3 separate regions of the Sus scrofa genome follow, and all the other regions are linked to region 1. Evidence: chromatin contacts called from public HiChIP or PLAC-seq data. All regions are on one chromosome and are shown on one strand. The core of a region is the stretch at or near the end of the contact, and the rest is flanking DNA. Distances in the headings are between cores, read along the strand shown. Region 1 overlaps CDK14 (cyclin-dependent kinase 14). Region 2 overlaps CDK14 (cyclin-dependent kinase 14). Region 3 overlaps CDK14 (cyclin-dependent kinase 14).

Region 1 (3,792 bases), core at 709-3,208:
AACCAGACTCTAGAAGGAGGTTCTGAGTATAAGGAGCAAGGCTTTTTTTTTTTCATTTTTTCTCATTCAATCTCTATTCCAGAGCGTGTGTGTGTATGTGCTTGCGTGCACATGTGCAAACACACACACACACACACACACACACACACACGGCACTAGTACTAACCTCTTCGGCATTTTCATCAGTGACTTAAAGGAAGATACAAGAAAAATCTTACATTTTCAGCTGATATGAAATGGAAGGGATGTATGATATTCTGATGGCTGAGATAGGAAGAAAAAATGTTTCATCTGAAAGGAGCAACTGGCTGAAGCTAACACCGGGAAACCTAATAGCAATAAACATAATGTCCAGGATTTAGGTTTTACTCATTAATTGCTCAAGATGGGAAGACCCGGCAGGCAATAATTTGTATAAAATAAGACCCAGGGCTTTTAGTTGAGCATAAATTCCATGAGGTCACCTAGTAGAAATTAAAGAAGATGGAGGTGGGCTGACTTGAAGGTGGCCCCTGAGTCCCTGGCTCCTGGTGTTCATGTCCGTCCCCTGGAGTGTGGATGCGACCAGTGACTTCGCTTCTAACCAAAAGAGTAGCTGAAGTGATCAGATGTCACTTCTGTGATTACATCGTGTGAGATGCTGACGCCCATTTTACTAGGAGACTCTTCCCCTTGAGGGCTTCGAGAAAGCAGGTGGTCACGAGAAGGCTGCAAGATAAGGAACTGAGGTGGCCTCAGCCAAGAGTCAGCAGGGACCCGAGGCCCTTGGCCAGCAGCCTGCCAGAAGCTGAATGGGCTTGGGAGCAAATCCCTCTCTAGGACACCCTCACAAAAGATGGCCAGCCCAACTCATACCTTGACTGCAGCCCTGTAAGACCCTGCAGCCGAGCCCCCAGCTAAGCCATGCTTGGTCTCCTGTCCCCCCAGCTATTGTGAGATGGTAAGTGTGTGTTCTGATGCTAAGTTTGTGGTACTGTGATTATGCAGCAGTAAACAACAATGCAGATTTAATCACTGACTCACACCTCTACCAGCCAGGGCCCATCTGGATGGCTGCACCAGCCCCAGGTGACCAGGTGCTGCCTGTGAAGAGGGACAAAAATAAATACAGCAGTCGTCAAAGGATGCACTCAGAAAGGTCAGGGGGTGCTCCCACGTCCCAGGAGGTGGGCTGGACATGTCTACCCTGAGTGAGAAAGAAACGGTTTGGGACAGCACCTTGAGTGGCTCAGGCACCTGTAGTGTTGATGGGGGCCCGGGGGGTAAGGCATTAATAAATGACAAAGGCGGGCAATCCAGGGACTAGAGCTGTATAAACGGGAATTCACGGTTTTATGAGGTCTCATCAGAACCAAGGGTCGGACTGTACATTTTGCATTCGGATAAAATAAGGATCAAATTCTGTTTCTCTAGACACAACTGTCGTGTGCCATAAAAGTCTAAAGTAACGTGGCCACAAAGAGTTTGGGGGATAAGATGAGGTCATGCATTGACATCTACCTCCATTTTTACTTAGCTGTAGCTATAACTTAGGGGGCAGCTAGGGAGAGATGAGGTGATAAGAAAGAGGATATATTAGATGAAAGAGGGTAGAGTAGGTATGAATGAAAGCTTTCCTTCCCTGTTTTCTATCCAAAGTATATGTCAATGTCAGTTATTTTGCAGGGAACCAGCACGCTCAACCGCTATTATCAGAATATCTTGAAGGCAAAATACATGTGGTTTTTTGCATATTATGTGTGTATGTCTGTATTTATAGTTGCTCCATCACTCCTTAGGCCTTACCTAAAGTGCTACCAGACAAGGGGTTATCATGTTCAGACTGTTCATTTTTGGCAGTGACCAAGGGCACACAGGTTGGATGTGGGATTAGAAGAGCTGCTGTTAACAGCTGTGTGATTCCAGGTTAAAGCAGCAAAACCAGTAATGAGATTCTGCAGAGCAGGGAGCTTTACCCAGCATAAGCCAGCAGGGGGAGCCACTGGACTGAGAAAATGAAAAGCTGCGGGGCTTCAGAAAGCTGTTTGACTATTTAATCAGCTGTTCAACTGAAGGTGTTGGATTGAGGGAGATGGTGTTTCCGAAACATCGTGCAGAATTTTTGACATGGCAAAGGTTTAGATGTGAAGGAACCCAAACGCGTAAAGGATGAGGTCTAGAAGATATAGGTCTGGCTTAGTGGTGCTTGGCTGCACCTGGGAAGCATTAAAAAACACAGATTAAATAAAGTACCAAAGACTGGCACCTACCTCAGATACTCTGATTTAACTTTAGTGCAAGGTGCAGGTTAGGTATGTGGAATTTTCCAAACCTCCCCAGTGATTCTAATGTTGCAACAAGGCTGGGCTGGCTGACCAGCCCCATCTAACTAGGCCATCTCTCAGAGGCCCTGGGTTTAGGGAGATGGTATATAGATTTTTTTGTTAAGTCTTTAGCCTGGGTCCAGAGACTACAAAAGACTTTCAGCAGATGAATGAACAAAACAAGTAGCTGGCTGTTAGAGAAATGAGAAGGTAACTAGAAACTAAACGTGAAAACTATTCCAGGTAACACTCTTAACTGCAGTGAGAGCAACTCATTTAAAATATATTTTCCTCCAATGAAATTTTCATTCTTTTCCCTCTCCCTTTCCTCCTACTGTTTCTACTCTCTGTCTCACTAAACCCTGACTCCCTCATTGATTTCATTCTCATTTCCACAGCTTCTCCCTTCTTTCCCCTGAGTGATGTTATTGTGTCAGGGCTTCAGACTGTCAGTCCCCCTGCGGTGCCCTTTGGAAATGTCCCTGCATGTTGTTCAGGAGCCTGAGGGTGGAGGCTGGAGGGGGCGATATTGCCAAGTAACTGCAGCAGAAGTAGGCTGACTGCCTGAAGCAGCAGCACACAATGAAAAAAAATAAATAACCTAGGAAGAGGCATCTGGAGGCTGGAGCACTAGATGCTAAAGCCTTGCTGTTCAAAATGTGGTGCCCAAATTAGCAGCATCACCTGCAGAAAGCAGCTCAGACCCCATTCCCGACCTGATAAATCAGAAGTTATAATTCAACACGAACCCTGGGTAATTCTTGCGCAAACTAAAGTTTCAGAGCACTGCTTTAAAGAATTCATTCTAGGAGCTCCTGCTGTGGCACAGTGGGTTAAGAATCCAACTGCAGTGGCTCGGGTCACTACAGAGGCATGTGTTTGATCCCTGGCCCAGTGCAGTGGGTTAAAGGATCTGGTGTTGCTGCACCTGCGACATAGGTTGAAGCTGAGGCTCAGATTCAATCCTTGGCCTAGGAACTTTAAAAAAAAAAAAAAAAAAAGAAAGAAAGAATAAAAGAAAAAAATAATTTGTTCTAACTGAATTTTTCAACCCCAAAAATATGAGCAGTAGACAGGAAGTTATCACCACAAGCACACCTTCATTGAGAGTTCCTGTGTAAGATTATTTGTTTAGATAGCATTTGGAAAAGAGGTGGCCTCCAATACTACCAGGAGCTAGTAGAGGTGACAGTGATGGCACAGAGGACAGGCTGTAAGTCAGAGCTCACCTACCAACACCTGTTTTCCTGTCCTTTAACATCTTATACCTTAGGTGTCTCTTACAACAAGAGGCTGCAAATCATTTCTCAAAATTGGCAGAATGTGAAGAATAACAAAAGAAATACTCAGTTTTTCCATGGATGTTCACTTCCACTGCAATCTTAAGGCCAATTAAAATTTAGTGACATGTAGATGTGTCATAGATGACATATAACACATGCCCAGACTGACTGCCATCTTCTTTTTCTTGAATGAAAGTATTTTTCCT
Region 2 (3,792 bases), core at 509-3,008, 430 kb after region 1:
CCACAGCCCAGGCAGGAAAGGACGAGGCTGAATGTGAACCTCAGCAGCAGGAATGGGCAGGACAGGAGGAACAAGAACCAAGTCAAAGCTTGAAGGTGGAGCTTGGAAGAAGTTCATGATGGTGTCAGGTTTTTGCCTTGGAAAATCTGTGAAAGCCAATCATGTGAAAGGAAAGAGGAAAGGTGCATGTTCAGAGAATGTAAGAATCAGTAATGCAGATCACCCTTGAACAACTCAGGGGTGAGGGGTATCAATCCTCCATGAAGTCAAAAATTTGAGTCTAACAGTTGGCCCTCTATATCCACAGTTCTACATCCACAAATGGAACCAACTGCATTTGCTAGAAAAAATTCACGGATGAGCCCATCTGTGCAGTTCAAACCCATGAGATTGTTCAAGGGTCAACTGCATTTCGTGTGCACTGAGATCAAGGTGTCTATAAGATACAGAGGCAGAAACATCTAATGGGCAGCCAGATATCTGGGGATGGAGTTCCCAACAGAAAGCTGAGGCAGCCACGCTGATGTAAATACAATAACAGAGTAGCCAGAAGCAAGGGACAGACCAACTACCCCAGGAGAGCATGAAAAAGTGATCACAGAGTACAGGGGTTTCCATTATGATGGAAGCGATAGGGAAGACCCAGCCATGCTCAGAACCTCTGGTGAAATATCTGTAAAAGCCAAGAGACAAGAAACACAGAGGCAAAAGGAAAGAATCAATTATACAAGCTTCCAGAGTGGAAAGGAGGGAAAGGAATTAAGAGGATAAGAGGAGGAACTAGCCCAGAACAGAATAAAAGACCCATTCTTCTCTCAGGTGGTGGGGAAAAAAAAAAGGAAGATTGGAGAAAATGAAGGTACATGTGCAGACAAGGGGCTGATGTCTAATATTATTAAGTGTTCTAAGAAGCTGGAAGGTGTTGTCTGTTGAACTGTATCTATCAAAATTTCTTATGTTTAAGTCTTAAGTGACCACAGTGCCTCTGAATGTGATCTCATTCAAAAACAGGGGCACTGCCGATATAATCAGTTATTATCAAGATGAGGGAGTTCCCGTCGTGGCGCAGTGGTTAACGAATCCGACTAGGAACCATGAGGTTGCGGGTTCGGTCCCTGCCCTTGCTCAGTGGGTTGACGATCCGGCGTTGCCGTGAGCTGTAGTGTAGGTTGCAGACGCGGCTCGGATCCCGCGTTGCTGTGGCTCTGGCGTAGGCCGGTGGCTACAGCTCCGATTCGACCCCTAGCCTGGGAACCTCCATATGCCACGGGAGCGGCCCAAAGAAATAGCAAAAAGACAAAAAAAAAAAAAAAAAAGATGAGGTCACACTGGAGGAGGGTGAGCCCCTAATTCAACATGATTGATGCCCTTATGAAACAGGGAAGTTGGGATACACAGACACTCACTGAACGGAGACAATGTGAAAACACACAGACGAGGTGACCTAGAATAGATCCTGCCCTCACAGCCCTCAGAAGAAACCAAACCTGCCAACACTTTGATTTCAGACTTCTGGTCTTCAGAAATGTCAGGCAGTAAATGTCTGTTGTTTAAGCCACCGAGTCTGCGGTATTTCTCTATGGCACCTCTAGCAAATTAATAGAGAGGGAAAGTCATCTAGGAAAGGAAGGAGGCGTGGGGGCGGGTGGCTAGAAGGTTTGAGGGGAATGGAAATGTTTCGACAGGAAACAGGCCAGCCGAACAGGGCAAGACTCTGCACAGCTGCCTCGGGTTCCAGCTAAGGCTGGAGACCAGAGATTTATTTACAGAGTGATTTCCTCAAGCAGCTTTTGGCAGCCACTGGGTAAGAGAGGAAAAGATGCCAGGTCAAAATCGGGAGCTGGTAGAATAGATTACAAGCAAAGTTCAAAGGGGTGAGGCCATGGGGGATACAGTCAAGGGAGTGAAACACCAAGAGAGAAGAGGAAAAGGAAACAAAGGAAGGGGGATGGGCCGTGAGCTGGAAGAACGGGACTGGGCAGGCAGAGCAGGAGTCTCTGGAAACTGGAAGCCAGCAAAGACCAGACAGAAGACAACAAGAAGAGCTAAGGGAGCTAAGGAACGCCTGTTACTGAGATGCAGTATTTTAGATAAGGAAGCCAGGGAAGTCTGAAGCTGGAACACTGAACACAATAAGCACATTATTTACAAGACACTGAGGCCTCCAATAATGAAGACAGGGTGAGAAAAGACCGCAACAGCTCCCCCCACCCTCAAAGGACGGGAAAGAAAGACCAGGAATACCCCCAAATAATATTTGTACCCAATCCCTAGACTCTGGTTCTCATAAAAATCAGTGCCGTATTTATCATCTCCAATATTAGAGTTATATTTTTATACAAAAATAACAAAGAGGGACATGTACTAGAAACTGAGATCCATGTACACTGCCCCCATCTATCTCCCAAAGTTATTATACTAAGCAGATATGAAGCAAATTAACTTACATTCTATACCTTAAGCAGTTATAGACCAGATGTAAAAATGTTAAGATATTTTATATGCTGTGTACACATATTGCTAGGACGCAAAAAATAAAATAGCTGGAAAATGCTAAAGTAAGTATTGGCAGCCCCTTCTACCTCCCAAATATAATAAAAACTGACCAGAACAGAGAATAATCAGAAATAAATGATAAATAATCAGAAAAAATAACCCATTTTTTCCAAACAAATAAGAGCTTAATTATCTGCATTATATAGCAGAAACAAATGAAACTTTTTACATTTCAAAGGTTTCTTTCAATTGCAAAATTGCTGTATTTCTCCTTCAAAGAGCCAAGCATAGTCAACACTCTGTCTGGCAACTTATCTGAGCTAAAATAACAGAGGCATGAAGCATGAACTTCATAACTTTAACCTTTCAAATTACCCACAAGAACAATCCAAGAATCACCATGGCTTCAGGCATTTCAAATTCTTTCTATAAACATAAATTTATACCTAATTGAAGGGCTTTGCTTCCAAATTTCAAAAGGTTTTATGTATGGTAATTTTACGCTAGGGGAGATTATTTTCTAACCTTTTGTAATTTAGGTATCATTATTATTTTAAAGCAAATCATTAAACCAAAAATCAATATTCAAAAATTCTTCTTTCATCCTTCAAACTGGCTTAACCATGTGTTTCTCCAACACAATTACTTATTTAGCCCTTCACATTGGCTATATGCTGGGCCAAACCTTTAAGAAACTCTGTGAGGGGGAAAAAACCAAAACAAGAAATTAAGACCAATAAAATTTTATTTGGGATATTCTTATACATGATTAGTATATCCACATCAAATGTGTAGACTGAGCCCACAGAACAAAAAAGCTTCATATTTTCATCAGAGGCCAGATATACAATAAGTAAAGGGCAAAATGATTATTCTTATAATGCTCTCTCTCCAAATACGACAGGCTTCAACAAAATTCCCTACTCTGGAGTTCCCATCATAGCAAGGTGGAATCAAATCCGACTAGGAACCATGAGGTTGCGGGTTTGATCCCTGGCCTCACTCAGTGGGGTAAGGATCCAGCACTGCTGTGAACTGTGTGGTATAGGTCAGAGATGTGGTTCGGATCTGGTGTTGCTATAGCTCTGGTGTAGGCTGGCAGCTGTAGCTTCCATTGGACTCCTAGCCTGGGAACCTCCATATGTCACAAGTGTGGCCCTAAAAAGCAAAAAAAAAAAAAAAAAAAAAAAAATTCCCTACTCTAACAACATTGCCTATCATTGTAAATATCTGAAGCCCTCAACACTCAACTTCCAAAATGCCTCATTCACTCTCTGCAACAAGCATTAGCACAGA
Region 3 (3,792 bases), core at 425-2,924, 290 kb after region 1:
TTAAAACTGCACAGTAATCCTAATAAGTCAATTTGTCTTAATAGATTTGTGTGAAAAGTCTGGTAACAAAAAGTGAAAATTTCATTCTATGTGATTATAGGACAAGTCCCAAAAGGGAACTCTCCCAAGGAGTCCTATGAACACACACAGCACTGAGGGGGGCTTGATTTAAAAGCACGTGAGGGAGTTCCCATTGTAATGCAGTGGAAACAAATCTGACTAGGAACCATGAGGTTGCAGGTTCAATCCCTGGCCTTGCTCAGTGGGTTAAGGATCCAGCGTTGCCATGAGCTGCAGTGTAGGTCGCAGACTCGGCTCAGATCCCAAGTTGCTGTGGCTCTGGTGTAGGCCTGCAGCTGCAACTCGGATTCGACCCCTAGTCTGGGAACCTCCATATGCCACAGGCGCAGCCCTAAAAAGACAAAGCAAAAAGAAAAAAAGAAAAAGAAACAAAAACATAAAAGCACGTGAGGCTGTAAATTCAATCAGTTGCCACTGGAGAGAACGAGGTCACCTTTCATGCCCTCTTTGAATGAAGAGACATATTTTAAAATACTCTGGTCCACATCATCCTCTCTTCCTTTTGAAGCCCCAGGCCATTGGACCCAGGCCTTTCTCACTTCATTCTATCTTCCTAGAATACACAACCTTCTAACTTACATAGAGTTCTTTATGTATATGGACCATCTCCCTTCAAGACTGTTAAGTTTCCTGAGGGCAGAATCTGTAACTAGGTTGCCTCTTTTTCACGGACAGCATAAAAACAACAAATACTAGTCATTAGTTGAATAAACTCAAAAAATGTTAACAAGTCTCTTAAAGAGCAAAAGTCCTTGGGAAATTGAAAAGATGATTTCAAGGTGCTGAACTAAAGACATTTTTAAATGCCACATGTTTTAAAATGCAGAATATTATACAATGCATGATTTTTTTTAATCCTCTATTAAACACTATAGGGATTTAGAAAACATAATCAGGAAATCAAGCCAGGATAAAGATTAGCAGTGAGAGTGAAGATAAATTGCCTCCCTTCCCCAAATATAAACACACACATGCACAAAGTATTAAGAATCTGGAGAACACTGGTTTCAAAACAAAACAGAACAGAACTATACTCAAATATAAAAATGTGGGAAGCTCAAAGCTTTGTTTTTTTAAGACAACTTACTTATGAGTGTTGTGTGTTGATATGGTCGCAGCTAACCAACCACATTCTTTAGAGGTTCATTACCAAGGGCAACACAGGATAGGAATCTCAGTCAATTTCTCCCCAACCTATGCATCCTTATAGGAATAAGAAACTCAAGAAAATCCAAGAGTAATAAAAAGCCTTTCCACTTCTTCTCAAGTTTCTAAACAATGGCTAATGGCAACTGTATCAAAGTTGACAATCATACAAATCTTTTGATGGGAGGATATATTTTGCTTATATTATTTGAGCCATAAAATGAAAGACGACATACATACCATAAGTAGGAGAGGAAGGAGAACGCTGTCATGAAAACAATGCCAAATCAGTGAGGTTTGAAATTAATGAGTGCTATGGATTGAACTCTGCCCTCCAAAGAAGATATGTTGATGCTCTCACCCCTAATACCTCAGACTGTGACCTTATTGGGAAATAGAGTCTGTACAGAAGTAACCAAGCTAAAATGAGGTCATCACAGAGGGCCCTAATCCAAAATGACTAGTGTTCTTATAAAAAGGGGAAATGTAGATGTGGAGACAAATATGCAGAGAGAGAGAACACCATGTGAACATGAAGAAAGACATCAGGGTGATGCATCTACAAACCAGGAATGCCAAAGACACCAGCACACCACAAAAGCTAGGAAAGGCATGGAACACACTCTCCCTTACAGGACCAGCCCTCAGAAGGAACCAACCCTGCCAACACCTTGATCTTACATCAAGTCTCCAGAATTACAAGATGATAAATTTCTGTGGTTTAAGCCACTCATCTACGGTACTTTGTTTTGGCAGTCCTAGCAAAGTAATACAATGAGTTCTACGGCAAAATCCAAACCTGAAAGCCGTAAATCAGTACACACATCTATATGATACTCACCAATCAAGTATCAGTGGCACCTCTAAAATGCCAGGCAGCTTTACGGCAAGATAACAATAGCAGCTCTTGGGGAAAATGCTAAATGGTTAAAGATGGAGGCAGGGGTGCAGACAGCTATGGAAGAGTGGTAAGAAGTACCGGAACAGGGATCCCAACATTTTGACTCTTTAAATTATGAAGTGCTCTGGGAGACACACCAACAAACTCAGCTCTCAAACATTGCTAGATGGCAGGTAACTGCTGTTCTCTGCCTGACCTTGCCACTGTAAAGCAAATAAGCACAGGCAGCCTGTCATCTCCTAATGCAGGTGAGTGGTCAATGGCTTTCATCTCCAGCTGAAGGAAATTAAATAGTACATGTGACCGGCAAGCTTTAAACTGCTTGAGAATTGCTGGCAAGACTCGCTGAGAGCTGCTGGAGTGAAAAGTATTAACTGTCCAGAACTATCCTTCTCAAGGATTGCAGGTACTTAAAAGGCAGTCTTTCTTTCATTCAGGCATAATAAACCAAGAATGTTTCAACTGTCTCTCAAGATTTTGTCATAAATCTTTTTTCTTTTTCTTTTCTTTCTTTTTTTTTTTTTTTTTTTTTGCTTTTTAGGGCTGCACCTGTGGCATATGGAAGTTCCCAGGCTAGGGGTTGAGTCGGTGCTGCAGCTGCCGGCCTATGCCACAGCCACAGCAATGCCAGATCCAAGCCAGATCTTCGAGCTACACCACAGCTCAGGGCAACAGTGGATTCTTAACCCACTGACTGAGGTCAGAGACCGAACTGAATACTCATGGATACCAGTCAGGTTCGTAATCTGCTGAGCCACAATGGAAACTCCAGATTTTGTCATAAATCTAAACATCTTGCATTTGGAAATCAGCTGAGCACATCTTTGGTGGGAAGACACTTCAAAGTGATTGGTTTATTTTCTTCTAATGAAACAGTAGGTTTGCCTCTGTTTGATCCACAGTTAAAACAAGTCAGAGCATCTGGGTGAACCATCTGGACTCCTCAACAAGGATCTAGTCTTTCCAAGCAAGGCCTTATCCTGTGGAAGCAGTATGTGCAATGGTTAGGAAAAGATGGCTTGAAACCATGTAGACATGAGCCAAACACACTTTGTTGCTAACAATCTGTATGGATCTGGATGCATGACTAAATTTCTCTAAGCAGGAGTTCCTGTCGTGGCGCAGTGGTTAACGAATCCAACTAGGAACCATGAGGTTGTGGGTTCGGTCCCTGCCCTTGCTCAGTGGGTTAACGATCCGGCATTGCCATGAGCTGTGGTGTAGGTTGCAGACGCGGCTCGGATCCCGCGTTGCTGTGGCTCTGGCGTAGGCCAGTGGCCACAGCTCCGATTCAACCCCTAGCCTGGGAACCTCCATATGCCGCGGGAGCGGCCCAAGAAATAGCAAAAAGACAAAAAAAATAAATAAATAAATTTCTCTAAGCAGCAAGATGCCTGCTCCAGTGGAAATGATGTTAATGGGGCCCATCTTACAGAGTGTTGTGAGAAGTAATTGAGACAATAAATATACCATATTTTATATAAAAGAATTGCTTAATCCAGTGTAGTTATCTTCATTTTATTAACAACAAAAGCAGAAGTAATTTTTATACAGTAGAGTGCTATTTTCCTTAGGGAAAATTACAAAAACTTCAGACACAACCACCATTGAAATTAACTCAACCATTAGGGCATTACCATGGCATCCATAATGCTCAAATGACA

The links. HiChIP or PLAC-seq counts read pairs in DNA pulled down with a chosen protein or histone mark.
Region 2: a contact with region 1 is called in an H3K27ac HiChIP or PLAC-seq map of alveolar macrophages. The contact joins two enhancer-like sites. A contact is called at or near these places in 2 of 47 Hi-C or Micro-C datasets (brain and embryonic fibroblasts) and 1 of 2 datasets of contacts at active chromatin or transcription factors (alveolar macrophages).
Region 3: a contact with region 1 is called in an H3K27ac HiChIP or PLAC-seq map of alveolar macrophages. The contact joins two enhancer-like sites. A contact is called at or near these places in 1 of 47 Hi-C or Micro-C datasets (embryonic fibroblasts) and 1 of 2 datasets of contacts at active chromatin or transcription factors (alveolar macrophages).

The regions. Positions count from the first base shown.
Region 1 is chr9:71,128,962-71,132,753 of Sscrofa11.1, reverse strand. All of the region lies in intron 10 of CDK14 (cyclin-dependent kinase 14), which reads right to left. Among named protein-coding and RNA genes, the nearest start is that of FZD1, 220 kb to the left of the region's middle. Within about 2 kb of position 1,958, at least 7 of the 83 cell types and tissues checked have an H3K27ac peak or open chromatin away from gene starts, as enhancers often do. A contact at or near this core is called in alveolar macrophages, where this site is marked.
Region 2 is chr9:70,694,212-70,698,003 of Sscrofa11.1, reverse strand. The region is part of intron 2 of CDK14 (cyclin-dependent kinase 14); the gene reads right to left. Among named protein-coding and RNA genes, the nearest start is that of CDK14, 18 kb to the right of the region's middle. Within about 2 kb of position 1,758, at least 30 of the 83 cell types and tissues checked have an H3K27ac peak or open chromatin away from gene starts, as enhancers often do. A contact at or near this core is called in alveolar macrophages, where this site is marked.
Region 3 is chr9:70,837,358-70,841,149 of Sscrofa11.1, reverse strand. All of the region lies in intron 4 of CDK14 (cyclin-dependent kinase 14), which reads right to left. Among named protein-coding and RNA genes, the nearest start is that of CDK14, 160 kb to the right of the region's middle. Within about 2 kb of position 1,674, at least 5 of the 83 cell types and tissues checked have an H3K27ac peak or open chromatin away from gene starts, as enhancers often do. A contact at or near this core is called in alveolar macrophages, where this site is marked.